5 separate regions of the Mus musculus genome follow, and all the other regions are linked to region 1. Evidence: chromatin contacts called from public ChIA-PET and promoter capture Hi-C data. All regions are on one chromosome and are shown on one strand. The core of a region is the stretch at or near the end of the contact, and the rest is flanking DNA. Distances in the headings are between cores, read along the strand shown.

What was found. ChIA-PET counts read pairs in DNA pulled down with a chosen protein or histone mark. Capture Hi-C pulls out chosen DNA fragments and counts their contacts.
Region 2: a contact with region 1 is called in a promoter capture Hi-C map of pancreatic islet. The contact joins the promoter of Mt2 here to the promoter of Arl2bp in region 1. A contact is called at or near these places in 1 of 39 promoter capture datasets (pre-B cells) and 2 of 9 other capture datasets (liver and pancreatic islet).
Region 3: a contact with region 1 is called in a promoter capture Hi-C map of adipose tissue. The contact joins the promoter of Drc7 here to the promoter of Arl2bp in region 1. A contact is called at or near these places in 1 of 39 promoter capture datasets (fetal liver) and 2 of 9 other capture datasets (adipose tissue and liver).
Region 4: a promoter capture Hi-C map of pancreatic islet shows a contact between it and region 1. The contact joins the promoter of Slc12a3 here to the promoter of Arl2bp in region 1. A contact is called at or near these places in 14 of 39 promoter capture datasets (the 3T3-L1 cell line, the C10 cell line, the HPC-7 cell line and 9 more), 3 of 15 datasets of contacts at CTCF or cohesin (the NIH/3T3 cell line, large pre-B cells and pro-B cells), 6 of 484 Hi-C or Micro-C datasets (the G1E-ER4 cell line, the HL-1 cell line and embryonic stem cells), 18 of 115 datasets of contacts at active chromatin or transcription factors (the 230-238 cell line, CD8 T cells, T-cell acute lymphoblastic leukemia and 8 more) and 4 of 9 other capture datasets (adipose tissue, liver, macrophages and 1 more).
Region 5: a contact with region 1 is called in an RNA polymerase II ChIA-PET map of memory CD8 T cells, with 53 read pairs. The contact joins the enhancer-like site here to the promoter of Arl2bp in region 1. A contact is called at or near these places in 2 of 39 promoter capture datasets (the 3T3-L1 cell line and pre-B cells), 5 of 115 datasets of contacts at active chromatin or transcription factors (the NIH/3T3 cell line, bone marrow-derived macrophages, embryonic stem cells and 2 more) and 3 of 9 other capture datasets (adipose tissue, liver and pancreatic islet).

What each region holds. Positions count from the first base shown.
Region 1 is chr8:94,665,312-94,667,881 of GRCm38.p6, forward strand. It overlaps Arl2bp (ADP-ribosylation factor-like 2 binding protein), which reads left to right and starts at 1,289. Exons shown (of 6, transcript NM_024191.2): 1 at 1,289-1,590; 2 at 2,286-2,347. The coding sequence starts at 1,553.
Region 2 is chr8:94,171,343-94,173,912 of GRCm38.p6, forward strand. It overlaps Mt2 (metallothionein 2), which reads left to right and starts at 1,276. Exons shown (of 3, transcript NM_008630.2): 1 at 1,276-1,533; 2 at 1,785-1,850; 3 at 1,994-2,225. The coding sequence starts at 1,506. The coding sequence ends at 2,085. Gm39227 (a long non-coding RNA gene) reads right to left here and starts at 313. Exons shown (of 3, transcript XR_879107.2): 1 at 1-313.
Region 3 is chr8:95,053,809-95,056,378 of GRCm38.p6, forward strand. It overlaps Drc7 (dynein regulatory complex subunit 7), which reads left to right and starts at 1,295. Exons shown (of 18, transcript NM_001042715.3): 1 at 1,295-1,335; 2 at 2,193-2,406. The coding sequence starts at 2,201.
Region 4 is chr8:94,327,918-94,330,487 of GRCm38.p6, forward strand. It overlaps Slc12a3 (solute carrier family 12, member 3), which reads left to right and starts at 1,291. Exons shown (of 25, transcript NM_001205311.1): 1 at 1,291-1,596; 2 at 2,460-2,570. The coding sequence starts at 1,321. It also overlaps a transcript of Nup93 not described here.
Region 5 is chr8:94,362,232-94,364,801 of GRCm38.p6, forward strand. All of the region lies in intron 24 of Slc12a3 (solute carrier family 12, member 3), which reads left to right. Among named protein-coding and RNA genes, the nearest start is that of Gm15889, 14 kb to the right of the region's middle. Within about 2 kb of position 1,285, at least 220 of the 459 cell types and tissues checked have an H3K27ac peak or open chromatin away from gene starts, as enhancers often do. A contact at or near this core is called in adipose tissue, bone marrow-derived macrophages, liver and 3 more, where this site is marked.

The DNA of each region.
Region 1 (2,570 bases), core at 39-2,538:
TATTTTGTTTCCACTTCCATGCAACAGTCCATAACTGAGGGAAGTTGAGATAGGAACCTGAAGGCAGGAACTGAAGTAGATAAAGAAATGCTGTTAACTGGTTTGTTCTCCATAGCATGCTGAGCTTCCTTACATAGATCCTACACCTGCCCAGATATGGCACCACCCACAGAGGACTGGGCCTTCCCTCAGTCATTAAAATAATCCACATTCAAAACCAGGAGGTGATGGCACATGGCCTTTAATCCAAGTGCTTGGAAGGCAGAGGCAGGTGAGTCTCGAGTTCAAGGCCAGCTTGATCTACAGAGTGAGTTCCAGGACAGCCAGGGCAACACAGAGAAACCCTGTCTTGATGAAAAAAGACAGACACACACAAAATCAACTTCTTTCCAGGTCACTCAGGTCAAGCTGACAAAAAACCTACCAGCACGCCTGTCTTCAGCTTGACCAGGATACTCTGATCTTCCAGTGTCTTTGAAATCATCTTGGTTCCTGATGCTGTTAAGATAGATCCATGGATACACATTTTATGTCCATTCCAAAATGATTCAGATTGGCCACGTAACCCTAATTCATACCATAAATTTTCTAGTTATGTACTACACATTTGGCTAAAAGGTATCAGACCACCAAAGAGGCATGCTTAAAAAGGGGGCGGGGGGGGGGGGCGATCCCAGGAAACCTTTCTTCATGGTGTGGCAGTTTTAGAGGGGACTTTCTCCAAAGCAGTTATTCAATTTCTGATTACATCTCTCTCAGTGGTTGTCAACATTTTTGTGCTGCATAATTACCCAAGGAACCACTTACTGCCTAATAATTGTTTACGGGTTTGGTGCGAGTAAGCTGGCAGCAAACTCACTATGTAGCTGAGCAGGTCTTGAATGCCTTAAACCTCCACCTTCCAAGTGCTGGGACTACAGACGCATGCCACAACGCACTGCTTTTGATTTGAAGATCACAAATTAAGTTACAAGTCATCCACTTAATGCCGTGGACCCTTCCATACTTCCAAGAAGTAACTCTCTAGTAAATCAGACGTCTGCATTATCTAGGACAAACTATGAGAGTGGCTTTCGAGCAATTTGGCTATTTCTAGCGCTCTTAAAACACGGTTTCAACTACCTGATCTTTACAATTCCTAAATTGAAAATGAAGAAACCGAGGCTCTTGGCTCCAATTCTTTCATCCAGAAAAAAAAAAAAAAAGTCTACTGCCACCATTTTTTGCAGTCTTCTGCGTGAGACCGGGAACCTGAGGCTGTGATTGGCTGCTGGAACCGCGGGTAACCATAGTGACAGGAGGCGGGGCTGCGAGCTCCGTCTGCCCTAACACACCGGCGGGGTAGCCCCGCGAGAGGCCGGCGGGCGCTGGGCCCAGCCAGGAGCCGCAGCCCCGTCCTCGCGCGATCGCCGGGCGGGGCGTGGGTGCGGCCTTCTGCGGGCCCTTGATGCAGTTGAGGCCGCGCGGGTCAGAGAGGATCCCGGCCCGGCGGCGGGCGCGGTAGGAAGCGGCAGGGCCCCGGGCCCGGGCCGGTGACTGCGGCGCCCCTACGATGGACGCCCTAGAAGAAGAGAGCTTCGCGCTGTCCTTGTAAGTGAAGCGGCCAGGGTCTGCTCGACCTCGGCCTGCGGACGTCCTCTGGGTTGCGGGCTGGCCGGTCGAGGCTCCGCTCTAGCGGGGCGTTTTCTTCCCGTGGCCACCACGGGCATATGTCACAGATAACCAGCGCTTCCATCACAATCCTCTGGCCTCAATCGTGGCCGTCAGCAAAAACCCAGAGGCCTTGAGCTGCCCAGGCTGGCGGCGGCCTCACCGCCTGTCTAAAGCCACTCCTGACCAGTTACCCCCTAGGCCGGTGCCACTCCCGCGTGCGGTCACATTCACCAGCAGATAGGTGTGGCGTTAAGAGCCAGGATGCGGTGAGTAAATCCTGCGGGTAATAAACGCGGAAGTATGAAGTTGTGCCGCACCAGCCTCAGCTACCCAAATTGTTGGCTGCTTTTGTGATTGTCATACCGGTTTTCGTCACGAGTGTTTTCCTGTGTTTGTAATTTCTGTACTAGACAATAATCCTTGATTGGTGAAACTGAGTGATGGGAGGATCATCTTGCTATTATTTTTATGCACGTTGGGAATCTTACATTTTAAAAAATGCTAGTGGGCTTTGTTGTGATTGCCTGGTGTGTGCAAGGCCTTGGGTTCAATGCCCTTACCCACAGAAAACACAAGTTCAGCTCGAAAAATAATTATTTGGACCGGCACCTAATCCTGATGTGTTTTTTCAGCTCCTCCGCCTCTGATGCAGAATTTGATGCTGTGGTTGGATGTTTAGAGGACATTATTATGGGTAAGTTTCGACACTACTAAGTGACTTGTGCCCCTCTAGTTCCTATGGTCAATTCCTTGATTTAAATCAAGTAGACCCTTGCTTTACAACAATTTTTTAATGTATTCATTTACATATGTGATGGATCGTGGGTGGGGTTGTTGCCAGGAGACTATGGCTATGTGGAGCTCAGAGGACAACTTTGTGGAGTTGGTTCTCTCCTTCCACCTTCATGTGAGTTCTG
Region 2 (2,570 bases), core at 26-2,525, 490 kb before region 1:
GTCAGTCTGGAAAGGGAGCACGGGAGCCCAGAAATCAATCCGGTTCAAGTTCATAGCCAGGGCAGCCACAGAAAGTGCCAGGAAGGGAAAGGACACGGTGTTTAATCACACAATCCATGGACAGCCGTGGGCATCCAGTAATGCCTGGAATGAGTCAAGAAGGCATTGCCCCAGTTTTCACTAAGAGCTGCGAGGACAGCCTGTCCTGTTACAACCCACCCACAGCCTCCGTTGAAAGTATCCGAGTCGGCCTGCCGGGAAGCTTCCGGCACCAGTTTCCTGGCTCTGCAGATGACACAGACATTCCAGCTATGACTTCCAGTCTGATTTCAGCAGACTTAAGCAAGTGGGGAAACACCATGTACCTCCAGGGGAAGAAATTTTGGCTGCCATCTCCACCCTTCCCCTCAGCATCCACCCGTGGGTGGAGGTGGGTCGGGTTACGTGGGGCTTTCCATCCGTGTGTTTCAGAACACCACCATCTGGCCCTTCCTACTTGGCAAACACCCTGGCAAAGGGCCCTGGTCCATATCCTCCCAGAATGGACTGCTTTCGTTCTCTTGAATTCCACCTCCAGCAAAGACCCCCACCATTTTTTCCTGTCACTCGCTGCCCTCCCCCCGCCCCCCAAGAGTAAGTCTTAGCACAAGGCTTGTGTCTATGGTCTCTAGTCTCTTGACAACTGGCTGGTGCCTTAGTGGATTCGAACCCTACACTCATCTTGGGCAAGTGACTATGTGACTGCGTCTCCGTTTCCACTTTTCTACGGTGAGAATAATGAACACTCCAACCAGCGTTTGTAAGGAAAAACGACAGCTCTTACGGTGCCCGCAGCACGTGACACGCAGGGGGGCAGGAGTACATCACCAACAGCAGTTAAGCCAGGGGTAGGGCTGGTTTTTGTAACCGGTTCACACTGCCAGCTAAGTTTTCCTGTACGCAGGGTCTCCAAGCCCCGCTTTCACCCAGGTTAGCACACAAGACATGCGCGGAAACTGTGTCCCCGTGGCGTGATCTGGGCGGCCAGAGGTCTCGTCGCTCAGCATCGCCTCTGCACCCGGCCCCTCGGGCCCCGGGGCACCGCAAAGGGCGCGCGCGGGAGCAAGCAGGTGTCCTGGAACCGGTTCCCACCGGATCGCAGACCCTTTGCGCTCAGCTCCTTTGCTCTCAGTCCCTGAGCCCAGAGAAAGGGGGTGTGACTCAGCGCGGGGGGTGGGGGGAGGGCGTGTGCAGGCTCTGTCCCACGAGCAAAAAGAGGGCCGCTTGCAGAATTCGGGTCGTGCGCAGGCCCAGGGGCGTGTGCTGGCCATATCCCTTGAGCCAGAAAAAGGGCGTGTGCAGGCGGCGGGGGCGCGTGCATGGTGCCTTCCACCCGGGCGGAGCTTTTGCGCTCGACCCAATACTCTCCGCTATAAAGGTCGCGCTCCGCGTGCTTCTCTCCATCACGCTCCTAGAACTCTTCAAACCGATCTCTCGTCGATCTTCAACCGCCGCCTCCACTCGCCATGGACCCCAACTGCTCCTGTGCCTCCGGTAAGGGGGACTGCTGACGGGATTTCTGGGAGAGCTAGACAGGCTTTTTGGCCCCTCCTTTAGTAATTACTTTAAGGGTACGACCGGCTACCCCTTCCGAATGAATTCTGAAGCACTCCTGCTCCTTTAAACTAGTCCTTGAGATAGTGGCTCGCCTACCCGGGTGATTTGCCTCACCTTCCTAGGAGAACAGCGTTCAGGTACTCCCGGGTCCCACTCAACCGCGCTCACTGACTGCCTTCTACTTTTAGATGGATCCTGCTCCTGCGCTGGCGCCTGCAAATGCAAACAATGCAAATGTACTTCCTGCAAGAAAAGTAAGTTGGATCTTCTCTGCCATTTCCCCGTCACTCTCCTGGGGTCCCTAGCCCGCCGCGCCGCGCCTTCCCTCCCGGGAGCGTTCAGGTGGTGTGCCTCTGACAAGGTTTCTCGCTCACGTTCAACTCTTCTCTCCCCACAGGCTGCTGCTCCTGCTGCCCCGTGGGCTGTGCGAAGTGCTCCCAGGGCTGCATCTGCAAAGAGGCTTCCGACAAGTGCAGCTGCTGTGCCTGAAGGGGGGCGGAGGGGTCCCCACATCTGTGTAAATAGACCATGTAGAAGCCTAGCCTTTTTTGTACAACCCTGACTCGTTCTCCACAACTTTTTCTATAAAGCATGTAACTGACAATAAAAGCCGTTGACTTGATTAATTCAGCTTGTCTCTGTGCATTGGTTAAGGGCTGGCAGAGGCGTTGAGATGGGACTGCAGCAGCTGAATTTGAGCTAGTCGGATTATATTTCTCTGGACTTTGACCGCCTAGAAAGTGGTCATGCAGAAGCATGCATTGGTCACAGAAATGGGCCATTCCTACTGGGCGTGTGTGTGTGTGTGTGTGTGTGTGTGTGTGTGTGTGTGTGTGTGTGTGTATTGGGGATTAAACCGAAAGCTTCCTGCTTACTAAACCCAGGTGCTCTAATGCGCCACATCCCTACCCCTAATTATTTTCGGTTTTTAGGCTTAAAGTATGAAATACCTGTAAATAAAAATGGGAGTGAGT
Region 3 (2,570 bases), core at 45-2,544, 390 kb after region 1:
ACTCAAAAACACTCCATGGAAATATCAGCTGTCCAGTTCCAAAGAGTTGGGTTAGCAGCATTGGTGCCAGGCCTCAGCCTCGGCACAAGTCAGCAGGAGGGACCAGGACCAGCAGGAACACCAGGAAAATTTCTCAGTTGTGCCTCTCTCAGCAAAGTAAGGATCAGCAAAGATGTGAGACCAACAAGCATTGCACAGCCAGCTCTATAAGAAAGCCAAGCTCTGCCTTCATCACAGTCTGTTAGGTCCTATTTATACTCCCTCCAAACATCACATGTCCTTCACTGATCTTGCCTCAGCACGTGAGTGCGACTCAGCTGATTTCACTCTGCCAATCAGCCCGAGACGGAGGAAGCGTCAAGAAGCACACCACCAGAAGGGTTTTTTGGTGCGTTTCTCTCTATAGAGTCCTAACAAATGCAGCTCAACTACACAATGTAAGGTGGACCAATACATGCATGTCACTAGTGAAGAATCCTTCATCGCGAGTCCTTTCATGGGCTTGCTTTAGCAGAATATCCTTTCTCCTGTGTCAGCTAAACTTTCTTTCACCTGTTTGCCCCAGCAAAACACCATCCAACACAACTGACTTCCCAAAGAACCCTTAAGTTTCCACTTCAGGAAGTAGCCAGATAGCTGGGAAGTGATGGGCTTTCAGCATCTACTGCTTTTGTTTTTATTGTAAGTACTTCATGCAGTGGTTTGAAGGACATGACTCCCATAGGCTCATATATTCGAATGTTTGGTGGTCCCCCATTGGTGGAACTGATTAGAAGGAGTGGGAGGAGTGGTTTCTCTGGAGGAGGCGTGGCTTCACTGGAAGAGGTGTGTCACTGGGGCTGGGCTTTGCGCTTTCCAAAGTTCATACGTTCTCAGTTAGCTACACCCACAACCCCCGACCTGGTGCCTGTAGATTGGGATGTAAATTTTCAGCTTATGCTCCGGCACCATACCAGCCAGTCTGCTGCCATGCTTGCTGACATGATGATCATGGATTCTAACCCTCTGGAACCTTAAGTCCCAATAAACACTTTTATATGTTGCCTCGCTCATGTATCGGGAGCAATAATTCTCTGGAGGTTTTTAATCATTTAATAATGCTGCATTTGACAACTGGTTCACAATAATTGCTAAAAGCTTGGTGACCATCTCTTGTATTCTCTTACTCTACCATCCAGCACACTATGGTGGTGGTGGTGGTGGTGGTGGTGGAGGAGGAGGAAAACTGGAACCTAAGCAATCACAAGAAACTACATTTCCCAGAAGCCTCCTCTCCCAGGGCCTGCCCTCCGCTGTTACCATAGAGACAAGTAACAGTAAGGCTGTTCTTGGAGGGTAAGGAGGGAACTGGAAACTGGGCATGGCTGGACCTGCTTGAGATAGGGAGGGAGGGCCCAGAGAAGCAAAGTATTCCTTCCTGGGGTCTCCTAGCCCTGACCTGTCGGGAAGGGCTGTTTTGTGGAGAGGAGAAGGCTGCTGGGAAGAGGCTCTGGTAGGACACTATGGGTCCCTCAGTAGCTGAGGAGGTAGCCTGTATGGGGGGGGGGGTGTTAATGTTGCAGGTCTGGACCCAGACCCACTTTGATGGCCTAATTTGTGACCTTGAGCCCCAGCTAGAGCTGGCCTGCCCCCTGACACCTTGATCTTTCTGTCATGTTTCTTTCCTTGCTCCCCACCCCCCATCTCCCACCCCTTTCCCTTCCATAGCTCCCCTCTTACATGGGTTTCAAAGGCAGAAATCCATGGGTTCCAGTCAAAGATCTGCTCTCTGCTGTATGTAACTCCGATGATTCTCTTAGGCTCTCTAGTCCTTGCTCTTCTCACCTGTAGAATGGGACTCATAGGACTAACTACATCAGTCTGTTAAGGATGAGGGATATCATTTTTGTGTTTACCACACAATAGGTTTCTAGTGAGCTGTGAAATAAAAGTATAACTTTATTAATAAAAATATAACCCACTTCTTGGTTATCTCCCTGTACCTAAGAGGCAGCAAAGGGCTTTAAAAACCAGACCATGCTGCTAGGTTGGAGGTCTGTTCCTGGCTGGTGGAAGGGATGCTTCCAAGGGATGTTGCTCCTCCTCCATGAGGAATGTACCTGGGACCACTCAGCATGTACGAGTGGTCTCGGTGACTTCTTCCTGTCGGACAACGGCCATTTTGAGCGTCTTTGCTTTTTCCTCATCTCTAGCTGTCAGGATGGAGGTCCTGAGAGAGAAAGTGGAGGAGGAGGAGGAGGCTGAGCGTGAAGAAGCAGCCGAGAGGGCCGAACGGACTGAGAAGCTGGAGAGGGTGACAAAGTCCGCCGAAGTGAGCAGAGAGGGGACCATCCTGAGCCAGGATGAGCTTCGAGACCTGGAGGGGAAGCTGATGGCCATCGAGATCCCTACCCAAGCTGATCACTCGTGAGTGTCCGGACTGGGGCTTTCCCAGCCCAGCGCTGGCGGTCAGAAAGGACCAAGGCAGGATTGGTAGCATCTGGGCTGGGAGCGGGGGTCATAGAGGGATGTGATTCAGTTTGAGGTTCTACTCCCAGACTGCTCACCTTGCCCCAGTTGTGTGACTGGGG
Region 4 (2,570 bases), core at 41-2,540, 340 kb before region 1:
GTCCATTTTCCCGAAAACATTTTAACTTGATAGCCAAGTAGCATGCATATATATAATTTATACTTATATAACTTATGTATACATGGTTTATACATATACATAGTTTTTTTTACCCATTCATTTGTTGATTGTCAAGGTCGATTCCAAATCTTTGTTATAGTCAATAAAGCAGCAAGAAGCATGTACCGTCGTCTCCTATTCTTGTAAGGGGCTGGGTCACCTCACTGGGAAGTAACTGAGAGCAAATTCAGGACATGTGTCTGGGAGGGCAGAGGGAGCGGGCTTTAGGGTAGCCCTAAGCCTCAGATGATTCAGGGAAACACTGGGTGGTTCCAGAGACAGGGCAGGATGCCAGGCTTTTGTGCCCCACAGCCATGGATTACTGAACGCCCAGCCTCTTAGGGAAAGATAGTTATGGGTGGGGCCATTAATGTAAGGGCTGACTCTGGGACCCCTCACAGCTACAAGTCCATTGCTTTCTTAGGACACATCCAACATCCACTAGTTCATCATCAAGACCCAGAGTGTCTTTCATACCCCAGGGCAATGCCCCTGCAATGGCTTAGGAGCCTTTGCTGACCAGATCTCCTACTTCATGGGAACAATGCATGGCTCCAGGGAGGGAAAGACCAGTTGCTCTGGGCTCCAAACTACAGCCCCGTAGGCCAGCCTGTGAATGTGTAGGTCAGGCTGCACTGTGCCTGTTTACCCTAGAGGCCAGTGGCCAGCACCAAGCTCTCAAGGTTTGTCAGTCAAGAGGTGGCTGCAGGTCTGGCTTGAGGCCACTAATCACAATGGCTTATGTATATTGAAATGTATCAGGAAAGACGCTGAGACTGTGAGGGATGGAGATCGGAAGGCAGACTTCCTTTTTTTTTATATGCATGTCCTAAGATGACATCCATTCAAACTAGTAAATAAAATGAAAGAAATACATTGTGCCCAACACGAGGACTGTTAACCTGCAGTGTAGGTAGGCACCTTGCAGCAGGCCTTCTCTGGGTCCTCTCTCATGTCTGCTGCTTCCTGGGTCCTAGCTGCAGAACCTCTGCTACCCTAGGCTTAGAAGGGCTACTGCAGGACTCAGGGATGTGGCCCTGGCTCTAGCCCAGCCCTCCTGCTCCAAATTGGCCCCTGTGTCAATGATCAGATAAATGGGGGCAGGACAGCAGTTGCTATGGCTCCGCCCCCCACCCTGGCAGAGACCCTGCTCACTTGCCATGGGCGGTCTGGACCAAGCTCCCGCCTCCTCCCAGCCTATAAAGCCACCCTCAGTGCCCTTGCCCACTCTTGTCCCCTCCTTTGATACCCAGAGCCATAATGGCAGAGCTCCCCGTGACAGAGCTGCCTGGCGATGCTCTGTGCAGTGGGCGCTTCACCATCAGCACACTGATGGGAGGCGATGAGCCCCCACCAGCTGCCTGTGACAGCAGCCAGCCCAGCCACTTAACACACGGCAGCACCTTATACATGCGCACCTTCGGTTACAACACCATAGACGTGGTGCCGGCCTACGAACACTATGCTAACAGCGCTCTGCCCGGTGAGCCCCGGAAGGTGCGGCCCACCCTGGCTGACCTGCATTCATTCCTCAAGGTAAGCAGAAGTTCAAAGACTGGCCGCTTCCTGGCTGGGTAACGTTGGCATGATTGCCCAACATGTTCTGTCATTCGTGTTGTGAAAATGACTGGGCATCTTCCTCTAGGGTCAAGACACCCAAATGAATAGTGGACAGAGGTGCCATGAAGCTTGGGGGCACAAGTAATACATATTGTCCAGGCACCGGCAGCACAATGATAGCATAGCCTGCTGCTTATACAAATGCAGGTTGCACACCGCTGGGAGAGACTGTGAGAGGGAGGGAGGGAGCATGGTGAGCCCTCTCAAATATTAGCTCATCGGCTTCGCTGTCTGGGAGGCTGGAGGGTCCAATCCCTGTCACCTCACGGTTTCACCAACAGTTGGATGTTCTAACCTCTAACACTCTTCCGTGTTTCAAAGCTTCCCTCTGAAGGGACCAAACAAGACCCCTTGTTTGAATAGGGATGCTGAGATAGGTACTGGGATGAAGGTCCCAGAGTAGGCTGCGGTTGGTAGGAATACGAAATAGAAGATGACCATGCTGGAGTCCAGGCCTGGGTTCAAGACTCTCTGTGTCAGAGACCTGGTGTGTGGCGTGTGACATACTGCTTCACCTCCCATCCCGTGTCACTTCTCAGACTGCAGGCTTGTCAGACTCCAGCCCTCTGCCCTAGAGGGGAGGAGCCTCCCGGAGCAGAAGCATTCTGAATGCTCAGCTTGCTTGCTCTCTCTGGTGTTTCTCCAAGCTTCGAGTAGCATTGTACCCAGGAAGCTGTCCAAGGGCTGCCTGTGTGGCAAAGTGGGGCAGGCAAGACTGAATACAGACACCCAGCCCCTAACCCCCATTGCCTGACTCCTATTGGTCTCTGGGCCCCCAGCAGGAAGGTAGCCACCTGCATGCCCTGGCCTTTGATGGACGGCAAGGTCGTGAGCTGACTGATGGACTTGTGGAAGATGAGACAGGCACCAACAGTGAGAAGAGCCCTGGA
Region 5 (2,570 bases), core at 35-2,534, 300 kb before region 1:
AACCCTCTGGGGACTCTGAGGTGTGAACTGTCCAGGGTGCATGGGTGGGACAAGCTGCAGCTTCCATAGTGAAGTCTCTCTTCAAAGAAACACACCTGCAATTATGACCTGCTGTTAACTCACTGTGTAGCCTTGCTAAGGAACACCACGTCTCTCTTAGCCTTGATTTCCCTAATGAGCACTGAAGCAGGTTCAAGGTTCTCCTTCATCACACTGCGATCCCAAGTTCACTTGCTATAAAATGAATCCATCTCTGGACGGGTGAGGGGGTGGGGTGGGGGTGGGGGCATGATGAGATTTTACCTGAGTAGCGTCTCCCGCCCCACTTTCTCCTCTTCCCCAAAACTTCGGGAAACGTCAAAAGCTCACCAACTAGTCTTGCGAGATTAGCTGAGAGTAACAGTGGTGTGTCTGGTCACCCTGGAGGTGACACCTACACACACCCCCACCCTAGCCAGATGTCACCCAACAGGGCCCCTAGCTCTTGGAACAACTCTCCAGAGCAGCTGTGAGTGTGTCCCAACCCTCCAAGTTGGAGACCAGCCCAGATCTCTCAGGATGCAGTCAAGGTCAGCCTCATTAGACTTGGGAACCCTGAACATGCAAATTCTAGTCTCTTTTAGAAGAAGGCTGGGAGGGGCTCAAGACCCCTGTTCCCAGACATTCTAAGGACAACAAACAAGGAACAATCCTCAGTGGAACCAGGTGAAACGGGTGTCTAATCTAGCTCCAGCTTGGGGCAGAACCTGGCTCTGTCAGTCTCCTACTCCGTGGCTTATCTGATGACCCACCCCTACACCTCCACCCATGTGTGAGCGCAGCTACACCTGCACAGGTGTTGAGCTGGCGCTGCACAGTAACTATCCCAACCCCACAGCCTCTGAGCAGGACCTCCTTTTTCTCAGTAACGACCCTCTACATTGCCAAAGAGTAATTCATGAAGGCATCCTTACCACCCGTGCCTGAGCTGAGGAAGATGCTGTAAGCAGGGGCCTGCTTTAAGGATCATAACTAAACTGTGTTCCTTGAGACAGGGACACTGCCACAGGAGTTGTGTCCTCTACTCAGGGCCTTCCAGATGGGGAGTGGACTGGCACTCAGCCTGGGTTGGTTCCGTTCAGGGACTTAACTTCTGGATCTAGCATTCACCCAACACTGCCTTGCACTTTTGAACAGAACTTGTATTGTTCCCAGCTTTGTTCTAAAGATCAGTGGTTTAGGGTGAGCACATCCTGTTGGCAAGAGCAAGCATGTTATTGGCTAAAGCTAGAGCCAGTTAAAGGCGCTGTCCCACGGGACAGGGCCACAGGCTCCGCCCAGGGAGGGAACTTCAGGCTGAAGCTTGCTGCAGGAACTGTGGGTTTTTTTGTGGCTCTGAGCAGGCAGGCACCTGTGCCCTGTGCCCTTTAAAGTTGGTGAACTCAGTTCCCAAAAATGTTGTAGCATTTTCCCAGACTGCAGAGTCCTCAGCTTCAGGAGCGCCTGCAAAATCTAAGCTTGGCCTTTCTCCTCTCCTATGCCGTTCCCATGGAAGATCACTAACCACTTTCGGGTGAAGACAACAGTTGCTTAGTGACATAGGCATCCTTGTTCCCACCCATCCTTCCTGATCCTTGGGACCTTACGTTCTAAAAATAGGGCAATGGTTGTCCGGCTGATGTTCTGACCCTGTGTTTTAGTTAGTGATCACAGGCCTGGTGAGGTTGTAGCAAGCAGATGCATCAGGTAGAAAGATCTAGGAACCTGATTCAGGACACATCTCCACCACCTGCATGCTGTGTGCATCCTCAGACAGCCAACAAGGGCAGTGACTCTGTGACTGCTCTATTTAAAGAACTCTGAGGCTCAGTGCCACTCAGGCACTTTGCCAAAGTCACCAAGTTGAGGACATTGCAATGCCAGCACTCAGGCGATGACTGTGGGGTCAGATTCTGAACTCTGAACCCTAGTTCAAATCTGCCTGGCTGGCTGCTCCAGCTGGCCAAGTTCAGCTGGCCAGAGTTCAGCTGGGGCACTGTCCACTGCTGGCCTTAATTAGAGCTCAGATGGAGGGATTGTCAAGGGTACAATCCGGTACACTGTTGTGTAAGCACTAATATCCCAAACTCATGCACCATAGCTGGTTCTGTGAGGTACCATATTTCCCAGAAGCTGAACCCATGGAACCATGATCCTAATGTAACTTTAGAATTCTTCGGGTTTTTGTTGTTGTTGTTTCAAGACAGAGTTTCTCTGTGTAGCCCTGGCTGTCCTGGAACTCACTCTGTAGACCAGGTTGGCCTCGAACTCAGAAATCTGCCTGCCTCTGCCTCTCAAGTGCTGGGATTAAAGGTGTACGCCACTACTGTCCGGCTAGAATTCTTAAGATGGTAGAAAAGTCACTTTCTTATCTGCACAGCCAAACATGACTGAACAGCATTCTAGGATATCCTGTTACTTGCATCGTGTTTTACAGCTAGGACAAAAGGCCCCTGAGAAACCATGCTGGAATCGTCCCTGACATCCTTCATGGGGCGGGGGTGGTGGCGGTGGTGGTGATGGTGGCGGTGGTGGGCAGGACAAGGGCATGC